2 separate regions of the Pan troglodytes genome follow, and region 1 is linked to region 2. The links are chromatin contacts, called in public Hi-C maps. All regions are on one chromosome and are shown on one strand. The core of a region is the stretch at or near the end of the contact, and the rest is flanking DNA. Distances in the headings are between cores, read along the strand shown.

The links. Hi-C and Micro-C count contacts between places; a contact is called where the count stands out from the background.
Region 1: a Hi-C map of induced pluripotent stem cells shows a contact between it and region 2, with 2.9 times the contacts expected there. The contact joins two enhancer-like sites. A contact is called at or near these places in 3 of 7 Hi-C or Micro-C datasets (induced pluripotent stem cells and stem cell-derived neural progenitor cells) and 1 of 1 other capture datasets (stem cell-derived neural stem cells).

The regions. Positions count from the first base shown.
Region 1 is chr2:52,176,866-52,182,663 of NHGRI_mPanTro3-v2.0_pri, reverse strand. CDC25A (cell division cycle 25A) reads left to right here. Exons shown (of 16, transcript XM_009445387.5): 15 at 2,231-2,342; 16 at 2,601-4,529. The coding sequence ends at 2,741. It also overlaps the pseudogene LOC104005553. Among named protein-coding and RNA genes, the nearest start is that of CDC25A, 30 kb to the left of the region's middle. Within about 2 kb of position 3,658, at least 2 of the 24 cell types and tissues checked have an H3K27ac peak or open chromatin away from gene starts, as enhancers often do. A contact at or near this core is called in induced pluripotent stem cells and stem cell-derived neural stem cells, where this site is marked.
Region 2 is chr2:51,872,766-51,879,253 of NHGRI_mPanTro3-v2.0_pri, reverse strand. MAP4 (microtubule associated protein 4) reads left to right here. Exons shown (of 18, transcript XM_063805704.1): 16 at 1,656-1,768; 17 at 3,638-3,827; 18 at 3,951-6,295. The coding sequence ends at 3,958. Among named protein-coding and RNA genes, the nearest start is that of MIR1226, 4.2 kb to the right of the region's middle. Within about 2 kb of position 3,698, at least 8 of the 24 cell types and tissues checked have an H3K27ac peak or open chromatin away from gene starts, as enhancers often do. A contact at or near this core is called in induced pluripotent stem cells and stem cell-derived neural stem cells, where this site is marked.

The DNA of each region.
Region 1 (5,798 bases), core at 2,409-4,908, 300 kb before region 2:
ACAGTGGCAGGAGCACAGCCCACTGTAGCCTCTGCCTCCCAGGCTCAAGTGATTCTCCCACCTCAGCCTCCCAGGAAGCTAGGACCACAAACATGCATCACCATGCCTGGCTAATTTTTGTATTTTTTGTAGAGACAGGGTCTCACTGTGTTGCCCAGGCTGGTCTCAAACTCCTGGGCTCAGGCAATCCTGGCCTCCCAAAGTGCTTGGATTACAGGTGTGAGCCGCCATGCCCAGCCCAAAAGATGCTATTCTCTTAATTCTCTCATTTCCCCATCTTCCTCTTTAACACCTCTAATATAAAGGACATTATTATACCATATTGAAACTTCACCTAGATATACAGAAAACGCCCCATCTCTGTATTCTGTATTTGCAAGCTGCATGTTTATATCACCATCTACAGATACCCCTTACACTTCATTCCCCTCTTGAGTTTCGCCATCACTGGCTTTCTGTTGTTCCACTGGGGAAAGATTTGGGATTCACAGGTGAATGTTGTTTTTTTTTTGTTTTTTTTTTTTTTTGAGTTGGAATCTTGCCCTGTCGCCCAGGCTGGAATGCAGTGGCACAATCTCGGCTCACTGCAGCCTCCTCCTCCCGGGTTCAAGCATTTCTCTGCCTCAGCCTCCCAAGTAGCTGGGATTACAGGCACCTGCCACCACACCCAGCTAATTTTTTGTAGTTTTAGTAGACACAGGGTTTCACTATCTTGGCCAGGCTGGTTTTGAACTCCTGACCTCGTGATCCACCGCCTCAGCCTCCCAAAGTGCTGGAATTACAGGTGTGAGCCACCGCGCCCAGCCAAACTCCTTTTAACCACAGGCAAATGGTTTAAGCTACGTGCTGCAGAGGAAGCTGCTGCCCATCCCTCATGAGCAGCTAACAAAGGCCCCAAACCACTGAGCTTCAAGAGAAAATCAGCAGATACTCTTGGCTCTTGTGTACCAGATAACTTTCTAGATACTGAGGGAGAAGAGCAGTGAACAAAACAGACCAAAAAATCTCTGCCTTCATGGAACTTACATTTCAGAGTGGACAGGAGATCGAGACCAGCCTGGCCAACATGGTGAAATCCCGTCTCTACTAAAAATACAAAAATTAGCCAGGCGTGGTGGCGGACACCTGTAATCCCAGCTACTTTGGAGGCTGAGGCAGGAGCATCCCTTGAACCCAGGAGGCAGAGGTTGCAGTGAGCTGAGATCGCGCCAGTGCACTCCAGCCTGGGCGACAGAGTGAGACTCCATCTCAAAAAAAAAAAAAAAAAAAAAAAAGGTGACTGGGTGCGGTGGCTAACTCTTGTAATCCCAACACTTTGGGAGGCCAAGGCAGGTGGATCACAAGGTCAAGAGGTCGAGACCATCTTGGCCAACATGGTGAAGCCCCGTCTCTACTAAACATACAAAAATCAGCTGGGCGGTGGCACGCGCCTGTAGTCCCAGCTATTTGGGAGGCTGAGGCAGGAGAATTACTTGAACCCGGGAGACGGAGATTGCAGTGAGCCTGAGGTCACGCCCTTGCACTCCAGCCTGGTGACAGAGTGAGATTCTGTCTCAGAAAAAAGAAGGTGCTTCAGAGAAAAATAAGGCCAGTGGTGGAGCTCCCAGGCAGGCTGGAGGAACAGTAGTGGGGCTGCAGGGGCTGGCGTGGGGTGAACAAGGGGCAGAGCAGCAGTAGGGGCCTGTAGAGCTGTAGGCCTCTGAAGGACTTGGGGCCTGGGGCTTTTTCACCAAGGGCGAGGCAGTAAGCAGCCATTGGCTGGATATTGAAGACCATTCAGTCCAAGTAGAGGATAGAAACAGGGCCCCGAGGCAGGAGCAAGTTCAGCCTCTTTAAAAGCCACAGAAAGAAACAAGCCCACTTATGTAGAAGGAGGTGAGTGAGGGAGCCTGGCTGAAGAGAAGGCTGGGGTGGAGAAAGCAAGGGGAAGCTGGCTCATATAGTGAAAACTTGCCACAAACTGTGGTGGTGAAGGTGCTGGGCAGGACTCAGATGCTAGGATTGTTGGAGAAAGGAAAGTTGGGGAAGAGACCATCTACTGGCACTGGCTGTGAGTGCTGCTCACGTGGCCAGGAACTTGCAACTCAGCACTGATTGTTTCTAAGAATAAATGTCAAGTTGGGAAGATGTGTATAAGGGGGACTTAGACCACAGCTGCTGCTTTGACTGCGTTGCCTTGTTGCTGTGCTGGAAAAGCTAACCCTGCTTTGGCCTTCCTTCCCCTGACTAGGTGCCGGTATGTGAGAGAGAGAGATCGCCTGGGTAATGAATACCCCAAACTCCACTACCCTGAGCTGTATGTCCTGAAGGGGGGATACAAGGAGTTCTTTATGAAATGCCAGGTAAGACTGGGGTTGTGGAGAGCATCTCTCCTCCCCCGCCCCCAGTGGTAGACTAATGGATCTGTCTGGTGGTCATGACTTTCTTTCCAGGGGTCGGGGGACAAGGTGGGTATCTGCTGAACCCAAAGAAAGCCCCTGTAGAACTGGCTGCCTAGGTCTGCCTGGCCGCTTTCAGCCTTGTAGCCCTAGGCAGAGGGGAAACCAGGTTGTGGGTGTGAGGCAGGTGTACCCTAACCTTATTCTCTCCTGTCCCCTCAGTCTTACTGTGAGCCCCCTAGCTACCGGCCCATGCACCACGAGGACTTTAAAGAAGACCTGAAGAAGTTCCGCACCAAGAGCCGGACCTGGGCAGGGGAGAAGAGCAAGAGAGAGATGTACAGTCGTCTGAAGAAGCTCTGAGGGCGGCAGGACCAGCCAGCAGCAGCCCAAGCTTCCCTCCATCCCCCTTTACCCTCTTTGCTGCAGAGAAACTTAAGCAAAGGGGACGGCTGTGTGACATTTGGAGAGGGGGCCTGGGACTTCCATGCCTTAAACCTACCTCCCACACTCCAAAGGTTGGAGCCCAGGGCATCTTGCTGGCTACGCCTCTTCTGTCCCTGTTAGACATCCTCCGTCCATATCAGAACTGTGCCACAATGCAGTTCTGAGCACCGTGTCAAGCTGCTCTGAGCCACAGTGGGATGAACCAGCCGGGGCCTTATCGGGCTCCAGCCATCTCATGAGGGGAGAGGAGACGGAGGGGAGTAGAGAAGTTACACAGAAATGCTGCTGGCCAAATAGCAAAGACAACCTGGGAAGGAAAGGTCTTTGTGGGATAATCCATATCTTTAATTTATTCAACTTCATCAATCACTTTATTTTATTTTTTTTTTCTAACTCCTGGAGACTTATTTTACTGCTTCATTAGGTTGAAATACTGCCATTCTAGGTAGGGTTTTATTATCCCAGGGACTACCTCGGCTTTTAATTAAAAAAAAAAAAAAAAGAAGTGGGTAAGAAAATGCAAACCTGTTATAAGTTATTGGACAGAAAGCTAGGTGCTCTGTCACCCCCAGGAGGCGCTGTGGTACTGGGGCTGCTGCTATTTAAGCCAAGAACTGAGGTCCTGGTGAGAGCGTTGGACCCAGGCTTGGCTGCCTGACATAAGCTAAATCTCCCAGACCCACCACTGGCTACCGATATCTATTTGGTGGGAGGTGTGGCCCTGTTCTTCCTCACCCCAGTTCCATGACATTGGCTGGTATAGGAGCCACAGTCAGGAAAGCACTTGAGGCAGCATCTGTTGGGCCACCCCCGGCTCAGTGCTGGAATGTTGCAGTGTAGGTTTCCCAGGGAAGGGGGGTGGGGGTAGGTGGGCTCCACAGGATGGGGGAGGAGCATGTCCACTGAGTGTCTTCCTTATGTTGCTGTGATATTGATAGCTTTTATTTTCTAATTTTTAAAAAATGGTCATATTATGAGTCAAAGAGTATCAAATCAGTGTTGGATGGACCACCCAAGAGTGAGGAGAGGGGCTGGAAGCCCTGGGCATTAGGAGAAGGGAGTGGGTGCTGGCATGGACATGACTGGATACAATTTTCTCAGGAGGGAGCTTGGTGGATTTTGAAGGTAAAACTTTCTGGGTTTATCATGTTTTAATTTGAGAGACAGGGAGTGATGAATCATCACCCGTTGTCCCCTTATCTAACTCCATAAAAGTGGGAATTTCAAAAGAACACCTCATCCAAGGAGCTGGGGCAGACTTCATTGATTCTAGAGAGGCCTGTTTCACTGCCTACTCATCCCTGCCCTCTGGTGGCAGCCTCCTTACCATCACGGCTTCACTGAGGTGTAGGCGGGTTTTTCTTAAACAGGAGACAGTCTCTCCCCTCTTACCTCAACTTCCTATTCTTGGGGTTGGGGGGGGCGTGGGAATCAGTGATACTGGAGATGGCTAGTTGCTGTGTTACGGGTTTGAGTTACATTTGGCTATAAAACAATCTTGTTGGGAAAAATGTGGGGGAGAGGACTTCTTCCTACACGCGCATTGAGACAGATTCCAACTGGTTAATGATCTTGTTTGTAAGAAAGAGATTCTGCTGGTTGACTGCCTAAAGAGAAAGGTGGGATGGCCTTCAGATTATACCAGCTTAGCTAGCATTACTAACCAACTGTTGGAAGCTCTGAAAATAAAAGATCTTGAACCCATGCTCTCTGCCTAGTTCTTGATGGATTTAAGGAGAATTACATTTCCCTTTAAGGTCCTGGGACCACATTAACTAAAATTAGTGTTTGGGATAGCCACATTTCCTCAAGAAGCTCTGACTCCAAAAACTTGTGGTTCAGATTGATTTGCAAGATGAAATGGGCGCATAAAAAGTGTGCCTGAGGCCAGCCGCAGTGGCTCATGCCTGTAATCCCTGCATTTTGGGAGGCCGAGGCAGGCAGATCACTTGAGGCCAGGAGGTCAAGGCTGCAGTGCCCACACATAATGTGATGCTGGGGGCTACTGGGGACAAAATATATTGGGCTGAAGCACAGAGGGACGCCCAGAATAGAAAACACATGGTCCTTTATGTATGGATTGGAAAACTAGGGGTTCAGGCATATTTGATTATATTATATATACCTATATTTTTTTGAGACAGTCTCACTGTTGCCCAGGCTGGAGTTGCAGTGGTGTGATCTCGGCTTACTCCAGCTTCGACCTTCCAGGCTCAAGCAATCCTCCCACCTCAGCCTCCCAAAGTGCTGGGATTACAGATGTGAGCCACCATGCTTTTTAAAGTTTACTTTGAGCAAGTAATATTTCCCTGGATTGCTGCAAAGGCCAGCTAGCTTCCTGTCTGATCTATCCTTCCTAAAATTGCAAATTAAGTCAACCCATTATTGAGAATTTAATTTTTTTTTTTTTTTTTTGCCTGTAAAATGAAACGACCTCTTTAGCCCGTATGCTAAGATGCAACCTCAGCCTTAGCCTCTGCTCATTTTATGCTTCACTAAGAGGTCAGGATTCTGTTTCTAGAATGCCCCTGCTCTCTGAAACTTGCTTGTTAGAGCTTGAAGCCTGCCATGCAGAAAGTTTGCATTTACTATAGAAAAATTTATGTGTGGACACCCACAAGGTCAAGAGTTGGTTAACTCAAAACCATGGGCAAAATTTAACTCACTTTAATTTGGGGGGAAAACTATTCCATCCAAGGTGTGATCTGATTCAGATTTTAAAAATTTAAAGTATGCAAAGATGTACAAAAAATCAACACTCATATTTCACACACCAGCTTAAGAATGAACAGCTTAGCTGAAGCCCCTTGCCTACCCTGACTTCATCATAAACTCTTCAGCTGCACCCAACCCCCATAAAGGTAACACTTATCCTTCCCTGGTATGACTATTTCCTAAGCAAGAAGATAGATTCAGATTTTTTTTTTTCCTTTTTTTTTTTTTTTGAGATGGAGTTTCACTCTTATTGCCCAG
Region 2 (6,488 bases), core at 2,449-4,948:
CATCAGCCGCTAGCCCTGGCAGGAGAATGGGAGGCGTTCAGCAGCTGGCACTAATGCAGTTTCCTTCCAGTAACATGGTTGGCCCAGCGCCCCTGTGGAAGTCGCTGTGCGGAGGCTGGGCTCTTGCCTTGGGTAGTCCCCTAGCAGCCTCGTGTCCTAGTTCCTGGGTCTACAGCAGATTTGTGAGTAGGACTGCTGCAGCAGCAGGCACACTGGCTGGCAGACCTGGTATCCCAGAAGGCTAGCCACCACAGGCCAGATAAGGTGAAGGCAAAACTCTCTTCCCTCAGAGCGGGCGCGGTGTCTCATGCCTGTAATCCCAGCACTTTGGGAGGCCAAAGCGGGCGGATCACTTGAGGTCAGGAGTTTGAGAACAGCCTGGCCAACATGGTGAAACCCTGTCTCTACTAAAAATACAAAAACTAGCTAGGTGTGGTGGTGCATGCCTTTGGAGAATTGCTTGAACCCAGGAGGCAGAGACTACAGTGAGGTGAGAGTATGGCATTGCACTCCAGCCTGAGCAACAGAGCGAAATTCTGTCTCCAAAAAGAAAAAAAAAAAAAACTCCCTTTCCCTCTCAGCGAAGAGCATGATCCAGTTTAGAATGTGTTCTATTTAGAAAGATCAAAACAGTTCTGTCCTTAACTAACCGTTTTTTCCCCTTTTATCTGGGAAATCTCCTATCAGATACTTCCTTCTCTAATGACACTGAGTCACTTAGGGTCTAGTTTTTGCCAGGGCTGGGTTTCCCAATATGGGACACCGGGAGACCTCGGCCAGAAGCTGTGCGTGGAGGTCCGCCATGTGAGCTGAGAGGAGATGGAAGAACAGGAGAAGGGGCCCAAGGGAAACCACGCTGCTGGGCGCGGGAGGGGCTGGGTACTCATTGAGGGCAGCTCGTCCCGCACCCTTCCCCTTGGTCTCATGGGCACACTCTGGCCAGTGAGCTCTGAACCCTGGGCGTGAGTTCAGACCACTTTCCCTCCCCGTCCTAGCCTGAGGTCACTAGATCCCAGGCCTGCCTTGGTCCATGTCTTTCCTTCCTCAGCGCACAGCCTCGGGGCCACTCTGTCCTTTTTATTATTCCTTCTTTTTGCTAGAGTGTGGTACGGTTAGGGGCTCAGACAATTTTCACAACCTGTCACTGTCAATCAGCAGATTGGTGGTAACTCTGGGTGAGTCCCTTCTCTTTTGCAGCATCAGTTTTACCGGCTGGGAAGCAGGGACCGTGGCCGTGATGACAGGGCATTCATGAGAATTCAGTGAGGCTGTGCCTGAGAAGCACTGCATGGCCCAGTTAGCGGGAGGGCATTCCCACACAGAGTAGAGAAGCAGAGGCTTCGCCCTAGAGGCTGTGCTCGGAGCCCCAGGCCTGCCCAAGCCTGGCCTGCAGCTCGGTAGCTGTGGCATGGGGTGGTGGAAGGGATGGCTTTCCTTCTCTTGGAGGTATTCCCACTGGCTGGACGGAGAGATTGTCTCAGCCTCACTGTGATACGAGAAGTCCTCTTTAGACAAACGTGTTCACTGTTCTTCATTTGCCACCCAGAACAGGTCACGTCTGTCTCATTTCTAGATTGGGCATATCGCTAGTCCTGGTTTTGCCTGCAGGGATATTCCTCTGCCACCCTAGGTGACCAGTTCCTTTGTGGTTCCAGGTGGAGGAGATGTCAAGATTGAAAGTCAGAAGTTGAACTTCAAGGAGAAGGCCCAGGCCAAGGTGGGATCCCTCGATAATGTGGGCCACCTACCTGCAGGAGGTGCCGTGAAGGTAGCGAGTGGGTCACTGGGGAGACACAGCTGGGGAGGGGTGGGAACTATGCAGTTAGGGTCAGGGTCCTCACAGGTAGGCACCTGTCACCGCCCCTCAGTCTCTTCAGGAGTCATGTCTTCACCCACACCATTGCCATTTTCCCATCGTGTATCATCAGTCCTGACTGAGGCAGAAGTGAAGAGGCCCCAGCCCAGCCACCCCTCACCTGTCAGCTGGAGGCAGAACCTTGCTCCTGAGAGCCATGGCCTTCCTAATTGAGCCCATCCAGCCATTTGAGAAGGCCACGGGCTGGGACACAGACCACCCCCAGGCGAGCGGGGGTTCTGCACCACACAGTTCTCCCCAGCTGTCTCGCGCCAAGGGGAATGTGGGTTCCCGCCCCATGTCAGGCTCCGCTCCTGGGCTGGGAGCAGGACAGCACATTCTTAGCTGCCAGCGACAGCAGGCTGCCTGGGGCCTCCCTCTGCAGGGCCTGCCTGGGGCCTCCCTCTGCAGGGCTCTGGGACAGAGCTCAAGTGGCAGAGGTTCCCATCCTCATGACTGGCTGGGCCTCTTCTCCCTTCCCTCTCTCCTCTTTCCTCCCTTCCTCCTTCCACAGTACTGTGAGACCTTTTGTGTGCCAAGATGCTGTCTGTCCTATGTTCCATGTCATCCGTGGGTGGGGGGCCCATGAGGGGCGTCTTGCAGACCCCGAGCACAAGGATGGCTGCTGCTGCTCGGGTTCAGGTGCGCAGGGGAGAGGGGCCAGGAGCCGCTGCCCTGGGCCTTCCTTTCCATCTCTGCTCCCCAGTGCCAGCCACTGCCCAGCCCGTCCCCTGTCCCATCCTCTCCTGATGCTCTGACTGAAGCCTTGATCAGCTTCCAGGAACATCTGGGGGGGTCCTTGCTGCCACAGGCTCTCAGTTCGTGCCCCCCATACCTCGTGAGGATGCCGTTCTCGCGCCCGTCTCAGTGGGGCCTTAACTTGGCTTTAGTCTCTTGTCCAAGGACACAGCAAGCGAGTGTGGACCAGGATTCACATCTGGGCTTTTCTGACCCTAAGCCTTGTGTTCTTTTCCTTGTTCACATTATATCCCCTTATTAGTTCTGGAATTATTGTTTTTAATCGAGGCCTATTTCTCACTATGCCGATTAGAAACCACTTCTCCCTTGTCACTTTTTGGGTATTTGGCGACACACGCTTTCCAGCTCCCCAGTGGCCTCTCGCAGCTGTTCTTTCTTCTCTGCCTTCCTCACACTGAATGTTCCATGTCCCCCAAATGTCCTCCTCCTATGAAGCCCTCCAGGCCTCCACAGTCTCCCTGGGTTATACCTCCTTGGACACCTTTCTGCCTCCCATGGACCCCTGGTCCCAGAATGGTGCCCCGCACAGACAAGGCCTCAGCACCTGTGTTCCTGACCAGACAGATGTGCAGGCAGGGCTGCCTGGGAGCTACTGAGGACCCCACTCTGTGTGCAGGGGGTGGCCTGGGTTCAGGGAGGGTTTGGGAGGGTGGGCTGCACCCTTCAGGGGGCTACCCTTCAGGCTTGTTGCTCACTGTTGTCATGGCTACGTATTTGGTACCAGCCTGAGGCCTGGCACCTCTGCCCTCAGAGAGGCTTCATCAGAGCCTCACATGCCACAGAGGGGCTCTAAGAGTGTGTCACTGGTCCAGCTGCTCCTGACACTCGGGAGTCGGTCTCCCAGGTGAGGTGGGGTGGGTGGGGCCGGGGCACCTGCCTGGGATTCTCCAAGCAACTGTGCCTTGAGCCAGTGGGTGCCAGGGCAGCAAGGGTGGGGGCTGTGTGTGAAACCCACCACCATCACCCCATCCCACTCCCCCCCTCGACTGACCCTGCACTGTCTCCCCCACTGTTTCATTGTAGACTGAGGGCGGTGGCAGCGAGGCTCCTCTGTGTCCGGGTCCCCCTGCTGGGGAGGAGCCGGCCATCTCTGAGGCAGCGCCTGAAGCTGGCGCCCCCACTTCAGCCAGTGGCCTCAATGGCCACCCCACCCTGTCAGGGGGTGGTGACCAAAGGGAGGCCCAGACCTTGGACAGCCAGATCCAGGAGACAAGTAAGTGGCTGGGCTCGGCCTAAGGGCCAGCCAGGGGCCCTGCCACTGGCCGCAAATTGAAACTCCTTTGTTTTTGACTAGAGTGTGGCCTAAATTTTAATGAAGTAACCTTTTATTTTCCAGGCATCTAATGATGACATTCTGGTCTCGTCTTCCGTCTCCCCCGTGTTCCCCTCTTGTCTCCCCTGTTCCCCTCTCCCTTCCCTCCTCCCATGTCACTGCAGATTGAGACCTACAGGCTGACGTTCCGGGCAAATGCCAGGGCCCGCACCGACCACGGGGCCGACATTGTCTCCCGCCCCCCACACTTCCCTGGCGGCCCCAACTCGGGCTCCCGGGTCCTTGGCCCCCTTTCCCGGGCTGTCCACTAGACCAGTGAGCGCTTGGGCGCCGTGCTGGGCAGCCCGCTAGGCTCGCCTTCCCTCCTGCTTTGCGTGTCCGGGGCAGCAGCAGCCCTGCCCCACACCTCCTCTCACTCCCCAGCCTGGGCCCATCTCCCTGCTTTGGTCTTGCCCCATCACTGCGCCACTGCTCCGTGGAGGAGGTTGGGAGGGGGTTGGGGTGGTTGAGGCTAAGTTGGGATCTAGGAGAGGAGAACCAGATTCTATCCTCTTCTTTTTTTGGTTCTTTGGTCCAAACCCAAAAGAAACTGACATGCCCTCCCTCCTCCCTGGATCTACCTGGAGGGAAGAGTGGAGGTGGATTCCGAGTGGTGACAGGACGCTGACCGTGGAGCTTAAGCCACTGCCTCTCCCTCTGGTCCCACAAATGGGCGCCCCCCCCCCCCCCCCCATGCAGGTGGTGTCGGGCCCTTCTTGCTGCCCTGCCCCAAGTTGGGGGTCAGTGCTGCCTGTCCCCATGCTTAACATACCCGCCTAGCTGCTGTCACATTTTTCTTGTTTTGTCCTTTTATTTTTTTCTAATAACCTAAAAACTGGCGAAATAGTTCTGCAGGTTGAAGCCATGTCTACATGAAAGTCCTCAGTAAGTGTTAGAGGGAACAGGGCGGAGATATCCTTATGCCACCCCCGCTGAAGGATGTGGGCAGCTTAGGGCCCTGGAGGCGGTGCGGCAGGGAAGAGGGGTGCAGAGGCTGTGGCTGGTGAGCCGGTCAGGCACACAAGGGGCTCTTGGAGCGTGGACTGGTTGGTTTTGCCATTTTGTTGTATGCTGCTTTTCTTTTCTAACCAAGAGGCTGGTTTTGGCATCTCTATCCCATTCCCTGGGATCTGGTGGTCAGCCCTAGGATAAAAAGCCAGGGCTGGAGAACAAGAAAGGGCCAGGAGATGGAATTCCTTCAGGCCGGCACCCGCACCCTAGGACATGTAAGCCCTCATGTCCAAGGGAGCCTCATGCAGATAGTAGGAAATCAGGTCTGGAAATTTAAAAATAAAAGGCATGAGACTAAGGCTATCTGCTTCCCTTATGCCCTGACTGGAGAGGGGAGGGAGGAGAGGCAAGGCCCACAGAGGGCATCCCAGCTAGGCCTTGGGATGGCTGCAGTGAGGAGAAATCCCGGGAACTGTATTGACACAAAGATTCTTATTGCACTTGTATTTTTTGTATTAAAGTTTGCATGGTTTCTAATAAAGGATTCAAACATAAGTTTGTAGTGAAATGGCCTGGGAGATTCCAAGGGCTTCTCTGGAGGGGGATTGGCTGCAGTGTAGATTTGCCTCTGAGGAGGCTGCCCCAGACTTGGCCTCCTCAGGCCCCCTCCTGACCTCTGCCCTTCTCTGGTCCTGGCATCCCTGGAGAAGGTAGGGGTCTTGACCTAGGTTTAGATTTGATCTCCATGTGCAGGGAGGCTGTCCTGGGCCTGACAGGTCCTCCCCCTTTCTGAGGTAGCAGTGCCTTGTGGAAGTTTGACACCATGTCCCTAGCTCCCCAAGCACACACCAGGAAACTGCAGGGGCTCACGGAGGAAGTGCTGCCTGGGCCAGGGGGACCAGCTTTCCTCCGTAGAGACCATGTGCAGAACACTTCTGCTGTGCCCAGAACATGAGGGAGCCAGTGTTTTGTCAGCAGGAAGAAAGGGCCTGCTGGGATGAAAGTGGGAAGGAAACAGGGTTGAGTAGTCAGGAGACACCCCAGGGGCAACAGCACAGGCCCAGAGTACCTGCTGCCTCCACTGCGTCTGTCCTTGGGTCATGAGGATGCTGAGGTTGATGACAGGTTCCAGGTCCTTTCACTCCTTTGGCCAAAGGTTGGGGGTAGGTGGCCCAAGTGGCGTGCTCTCTAGGTAGACAACAGGAGTGGTCAGAGTTCCCTCAAAGGATCCTCCACTCCAGAGCACCTGAGAAGGCCGGGACCAGAGGCCCTGTGTGATGTGTACTCCGCAGCTGTTTGTTTGGGGTGGGACATTTCTGTACTTCTCGATTTGCTTATGGCTCAGCCATTACCTGTGTCAGTCCATGATTCTGTTGTAACAGTTTTAAGAGTAAATAAAGCTGCCTGATGTCCCATCACGCAGGCTTCGTGCTTCTGTGTCTCGTTTTGCATCTACCACCTCCCTGGATCTTCCTGCCCTCAGCTCAGCCCCTCGGCTGTGAACTTGTTGATGTGGACACGGGAAGGACCACTGTGCCACATAGCCCTGGGCCTTGGCTACCTGTGGAACTCTCCCCTAGTCTGCCTGATAAAGGGCTACTTGACATTTAC